2 separate regions of the Gossypium hirsutum genome follow, and region 2 is linked to region 1. A link is a contact called in public Hi-C data. All regions are on one chromosome and are shown on one strand. Each heading gives the region's core, a stretch centred on a gene start, on an enhancer-like site or on the middle of the called end of the contact. The rest is flanking DNA. Distances are from core to core; before and after follow the strand shown.

Evidence for each region. A called contact is a pair of places that touch in the nucleus more often than the background predicts.
Region 2: a contact with region 1 is called in a Hi-C map of leaf, with 1.8 times the contacts expected there. The contact joins the promoter of LOC107946052 here to the promoter of LOC107913551 in region 1. A contact is called at or near these places in 3 of 34 Hi-C or Micro-C datasets (callus and leaf).

What each region holds. Positions count from the first base shown.
Region 1 is chrD11:45,602,577-45,605,765 of Gossypium_hirsutum_v2.1, reverse strand. It overlaps LOC107913551, which reads right to left and starts at 1,481. Exons shown (of 11, transcript XM_016842178.2): 1 at 1,239-1,481; 2 at 925-1,015; 3 at 419-638; 4 at 88-190; 5 at 1-5. The coding sequence starts at 1,317. It overlaps LOC107913553 (pentatricopeptide repeat-containing protein At4g21190-like), which reads left to right and starts at 2,877. Exons shown (of 6, transcript NM_001327087.1): 1 at 2,877-2,931; 2 at 3,125-3,189. The coding sequence starts at 3,126.
Region 2 is chrD11:45,826,058-45,829,246 of Gossypium_hirsutum_v2.1, reverse strand. LOC107946052 (nucleotide-sugar uncharacterized transporter 1) reads left to right here and starts at 1,564. Exons shown (of 6, transcript XM_016880256.2): 1 at 1,564-1,878. The coding sequence starts at 1,861.

The DNA.
Region 1 (3,189 bases), core at 232-2,731:
TACATCTGCAAGGCATCAGAGGAAAATTTCAATTTGCTTACTGAGGCAGCTAGGCTTAAATACTTCAGACCGGAACAGTCAACTTACTTCCATGTTCATCGGTTGCATAAGGCAAGTCTGGCCACATAATATTTTCATGAACTTCATCATTGATCATCCCTGTAAACATAACTGTTGCTTTACTATTCACCTGAAAATGGCATGCTACAGCCTACGTTAGCCAAACAAACAGATTGAGAAGCAGGAATCGAAGCATAAGAGTACATCTTCCAAGTGTCAACCAAACCAAATTGCAGAAAAGACATCTAAATTACTTTTCTTCAACAATAACAGAAAAGAAAACCATGTACAAACATATTCATTACATTAATGCCATTCCTTCGGATGTTGATTCAGTAATGAACAATGAATGCAATACCTCAATGATCGTCCTAGAGGTTTCTGCAGCTGTGAGTGTAGCATCATTGCTCTTTTTAGATGTAGCCTCACCAATATCCTCAAACGGATGGTAATGCGACCTTCCTTTATGCTTTGCAGGATCGGATGCTGAACCTAAATGCTCAGCGGTTGCCCGAATGTTATTCTTTACGAGGGTCCTTCTCGAAAGGGAAGCTTTATTTAGTCTTGGAAATCCTTTCCTGCAAACAACTCTAGCCTTAACAATCATAACTACTATTCTCTGCAGAACATATTACAAAAAGAAAAAAAAATCCCAAAAAAAAAATCCCCAAAAAAAAAGTCCCCCCTTTTAGGATTAGACTTGAACCAATTTATGATATTTTACTGATAATTCACCATTCCATATTTCTTTTCATTTGGAGTCTAAAAATAAGCTAGTAAGATAAAATTTAAATTCAGAAGAGAAAAAGAAAAACCCCGAAGGATAACAACTAGCAAAAGCAAAATATTAATTAAACATAGTACCAAGTTATGCCAAAGCCGCCATGGCAAAACAGCCGGCGGCAGGAGACGTGGCAACTAGTAACCTCACCGGAATTGCACATAGGACGATAATCTACTCAAACAGTACATGCACAATATATACCAAAAAAAGGAAGTTAAGTCTCAATTTGGCAGCCGTGAAAATGAAAGAACATTTTAAAATAAAAAACTAAACATATAGCCGATCGTTGCAGCACAGTGAAGTTGAACTGCATCTGTAATTCAGCTTTTTCTAGAAGTTGTTTATGATATTCGAAAATGTAAAAGAGAGAAGGAGAAGGACAGGGAGGAGTTACTGTGAAAGGCGGAGGAGGAGCAGAAATTGGTTGGGGTGGGAAATCGGACGGCCATAGCTGATTCAATCATCAACATCATTTAAAAAAATTAGGGAAAAAAATAGACAGAAAATTAATTAGGTTGGTTTGGTGATGCATAAAGCGTCCATTCTCTTCGAAGAGCTAACGTGAGAAGATGAGGTATATGGGTAGAGTTCGTCTGCGGCGAATGAGATTTTGTATTGCCTGCAACCGTACACGTTGTCAAAAATAACTGGATGTAAAATTCTAAATAATGTTATGTGGGAAGGAGAAAAAATAAGGTTAAAATCTGCTGTTAGTCCTTGTATTTTGACAAATTTTGATATTTAAGTTAAATACTTAATCTTTCTACTCTAATCATGATTATTGTTGGTAATTTTTATCAAAATTTATTAACTTAACAAACTTATTTTTTTACCAATCATATGCTGCGTCATATGAGGATATTTCCTCAAAATGCTAAATTAACAATTTTTTTAGGGAAAACTAAAGATAACTTAATGATAAGACTAGATTTTTAAATTAAATTTTTTATAAAAATTAAATTTTTAATTTTTTTAAATATAAGAACTAAATTTTAAATTTTATTAAATTAAAAGGATTAACAATATATTTTAACAAAAAATTAAATAAGCCAAATTATTTATTTAAGTTAAAATGTGTCTATGTCTAGACATGTTCATTGATCAAGTCACCCGGCCCCGAAAGCCTGCCCGAAAAGCGGACTTGAAAATTAGACTTGGGCAAAAAAATAAGGCCCTTTTAGAAAGCTGGTAGAGCCTCGAGTAAGGCTTTTTTGGCCCAAGCCCAACCCAACTATGCAAAAAAAACTTGTTGTTTTTTATTATTTTGTTGCTATTTTCTTGTTATTTTTTACTATTTTGCTACTATTTTAATATTATTTTGTTGTTATTGTTTGAATATTGTATAACTCAGTATTTGCTTATTAAGTTGCACCTATCTTAATATTATTTAAGTATAATTTTTAAATTTTTTAATTTGTTGAGAAATATTTATTTTAATATTTTTAGTATATTTGATGTGTTATATATTTTTTAAAAAATTATATAAAAATAATAATATAAAAAAATTAATACAGCCAGATCAGACTCAAGTTTTAGCATTTTTATCGAGATCAAGCTTGGACAAAATTTTTAGCCCGTTTTTCAGGTCAGGCCTAGCCCAAGCCTAAAATTCTGGTTGGACCTAACTCGGACCTAGCCTAGCCCATAGACACCTCTACCTATGTCCATGTATTTTTTAAAAATTAGGAATTTAGTCCATTTCAATATTCAAGCATAATTGTTTACAATATTTTTTTATTAAATTCATGTTAATTATAATATATCTTTTAAAATCAGGTTAATTATAACAGCAAATTCAACAGTATTAATACTGAGTTGAACTTGTCAATGGCAGAGGAACTAAATTCCTAGAAATATAAGAACAGGGACTAAGTTTCTAATTTTTGAAAAGTACGGGACTATTGACAGATTTTAACCATTTATTTATTCTTATTGTTTGGGCAATTAGGAAATAAAAAGAAACTGGAAAAAAACCCGAAACTAAGGGAAAAAAGGAAAGAAAAAAATCTTCCATCTACAACGCTGAAGCAAACTCTCGAGTCTCAACCTTGAAATTTGCTGGTTCTTAAACCCTCAAGAAATAACCGGTATTCCTCTTTCAGTTTCTGTCTCGTTTAAGCAATTGCGTTTGGTTGCTGAGAAAATGCTGAATATATAAGTTTAAGCATTTCTTTTAAGATTTTCTTGAAGCAATAAAATTGTTTAGTGGATGGCAACTAATGCTACCACAATTAATCAAAATTTCTTTCTTTTTTTCCTTTTGATTTTGCATTATGTCAGGATGCTTTGTTGTAGATATGCTCTGCCACTCGTTACTAAAAGATTGGAATCAGTTAAAATTAACC
Region 2 (3,189 bases), core at 315-2,814, 220 kb before region 1:
GGGGCAAAGTGATCGCCTCCAAAGCAACCATCCATGAGAACGTCGGTTCGACTTTTGCAACAGAAGCATATGCATGTTTAGAGGTAGTAAAACTGGAGTTAAAACTAAAAGATCGTAAAATCCATATTGAAGGGGGCTCGATATCAATCATTAAGAAATGCATTTCAGATTCCAAAGACAAATCAGAAATATGTTCTATTATCCAAGACATAAAGGCTCTACAGAGAAAGTTTAGATTTCTCAAATTCCAACATGTTCGTTGCAAAGCAAATAATCTGGCAGACACTATAGCTACTGAAAGCTTGAAGAAAAGGAAAGGGTTTTACTTGGAAGGCTCAGTGCCAAGATATGCAGTTAAAGCACTAGAAGATGATTGGATCAGAGAACCAAACTGAAGTTTTTGAGGAAAGACAATGTTTGCTCCCTGGGATTCAAAAAATCGGAGAAGAAATGTTTTTTGGAGGAAATGAATATCAGGAAACTAGGGGAGCGTTTTGGACGAAAAATGGGTTTTTGGAAAAGATAAACCGTCGGGTAATTATGGCTGGATAGATGATGGGATGGATGATGGCTTTTTCGAGGAAGTGGGCTTTTAATGCTTTGTTTTTTCTTTAATAATGTTTTTTTCTCCTTCTCTCTTTTTAATGTTGTTATTGAAAACTTGTTAGGTTTCTATGGTGGGCTGTGAAGTGGCCTTTGGACATGAGGCTTGTTTCTCTGTTCATTTTTTTTTAATGACAGCCTAGTTCGATTTTGCTCAAAAAAAATGTTAGGGAATGAATTGAAAAGGTTTAAATTTAGATAAACACGAGAAAAATTTTTGAGAGATATATTTGAGTAATTTAAATAAGAATTTTATATAAAATTTTAAGTTTATTATTTTTAAAAAAATAAAAAATAAGGATTTATTATTGTTATTCTTATATTTTTAATGGCTATTTAAAGTTAATTTTAACAGGAACAGACCTAACATGTAAATAGACTAAAAGTTGAAAAATATTTACGGCGGCTTCACCTATTTTCCAAACAATCTAAAAAGAGAAATTGCTTCATAATGTCCCTGAATGTTTTATATAATAACACTTCAATCTATTAGTGCCAATTGAATTATTTATGTACATGACTTTTAAATTGGATGATAAAAAAAATTAGGTTAGTTTAAAAAAAAAGCCACAGTTGTGGAGAGCTCAGGAGGCGTATTGACATAGTACCCATTTGCCCACTTTGTAACAGCAAGGAAGAGGATGCTTAACTTCTGTTTGTCAAATGTAAATTTGCTACAGATGTCTAGTTTGAGTGGATCCAAAACTTCTTGGAAATGGGCAAAGATTATTTTTAGTACTGAAGGTCAAATTTTCTAAGCAAGATTCAATAACATCTCGTGCGCAATCTGGAGAACCTGTAACCAAGAGTTGTTCAAAAGAACTAAGACCTCACCCTTTTAAAGCACTTTGTCGAGCCAATCATTTGTTTAACCATAAAATGTGATGCAGGCTTATAACAGTGAAATACAATTATTGATCGAGGGCACCGCAGGCAAAGCCACCAGCAACGACAAATCAAGGAAACTACCACAGACAAATCAAATAATAATTAAAGGAATTTACAATCAAAAAAATATTTCTACCCCAAGGGCAAAGCAAAAAGTATTTAATTTAAAAATAAGAAAAACAAAGACCTTGGCCGGCTGGTCAACATCCTAACATTTCCTTGGTTTTGAACTCGATTGCAATGGCAATCGGCTCTGCTTCTCCTCCTTGTAAAACATATAACGCACCAAAACTTGAAGTCAAAAAATGCGGCGCATGAATCAGATTTTGGGCCTTTTCTTTAGTAAAGATGTGAGGAAGCAAAACCCTAATGATTTTGCTAAACCAGGTAATTACATTATTACTTTAAATTTTATTTTTATTTTTCGTTTTCGTGTTCCTTTTTTGCTTAGAAATACGTTTGCTGCTAAGCGTTAATTCGCCAGTCTTGGTTGCTTCTGTTTCATTAGAATTTCCGTCAATGACCCTATTAGTATATATATATTTGAATTTTGGGTGAGAAGTTGTAGTATTTATTGAAGCAAACTTTGTATGACAGTGTCTTCAACGGTACATACTGATGGTTAGAACTTGAGATTCCAATTTTGAAGTTTCAGGTTTAAATTTTTGGGATGGAAGTTGAGGTTTGGCCGTTTAGGCTGGGAAATTGTGGCTTCCATTATTTACCTCAAGACCTATGGACCTTGGAATTTACTAGGGAAAGTAAAGGAAAAGAAAGGAATGTTAAAAGAGAGAACATTATGTATGTTTATTTTGTTTCGATATATAAAATTAGTAAAGCAAAGTAATATTTACAATTTTTGGTTGGTTAAACTGAGAAAAGCCAAGGAAATGATTGATTATAATGATTTTTCCTAATTATGTCATTTTGTAAAATAATTTATATAAAAAATTAATAGGATAAAATGAAATATCACATCAGTAACCTCATTTTTCTTTTTCTAGCTTTTCCTTCAAGTTGGGTAATTAAAAACTAATGGTGAGTTTGAATGAGCGATTGGGTGCGGTGCGGTACGGTACATTTAGCTTATTTTTTGTCTCACGTTACAGTATCGTTACAGTATCTAATCTCACCGTCACCGCTATTTTTACACTAACCACAGGTAAACACACCGCCCATCCAAACTCACCCTAAGTAATTTAAGGGAAAGCTAGGGAAATTCAACTCCCTTTACTTTCCTTAAACTATTCAAACAAGGGAAATGGTGTTACTTTCCTTTTCTTAATTTTAATGCAATCCAAACATAGTGTTAGAGACTAACTTGAATTTGATCGTTATTTTACCTCCATAATCCTGGAGATAGATTCAATTTTGGGTTGCCCGATACACTAAATGTCTCTATAAGATTTTCCATTCTAAAGCTTTGAAAGCTTTTAGCTAGACTTTGGCAAATTTGGACACTGATACGAACACAAATCATGTTTAATTAGCATGATGTCAGCGTAATAAACACTATACTACACGTTTAAACTCAATCATATCAGTTAGCATGACAGTTTACTACATGTATTGCGTGGTATTGACATATTTAATAATCTTTTTCTTCTGTTTGTGTCTACACTGTTGATACGAAGAAAAGAGGAAACAGCATGCATGCATGTAATGCCTGGTCTTCTTTTTGGTTTTACTTGTAGCTCA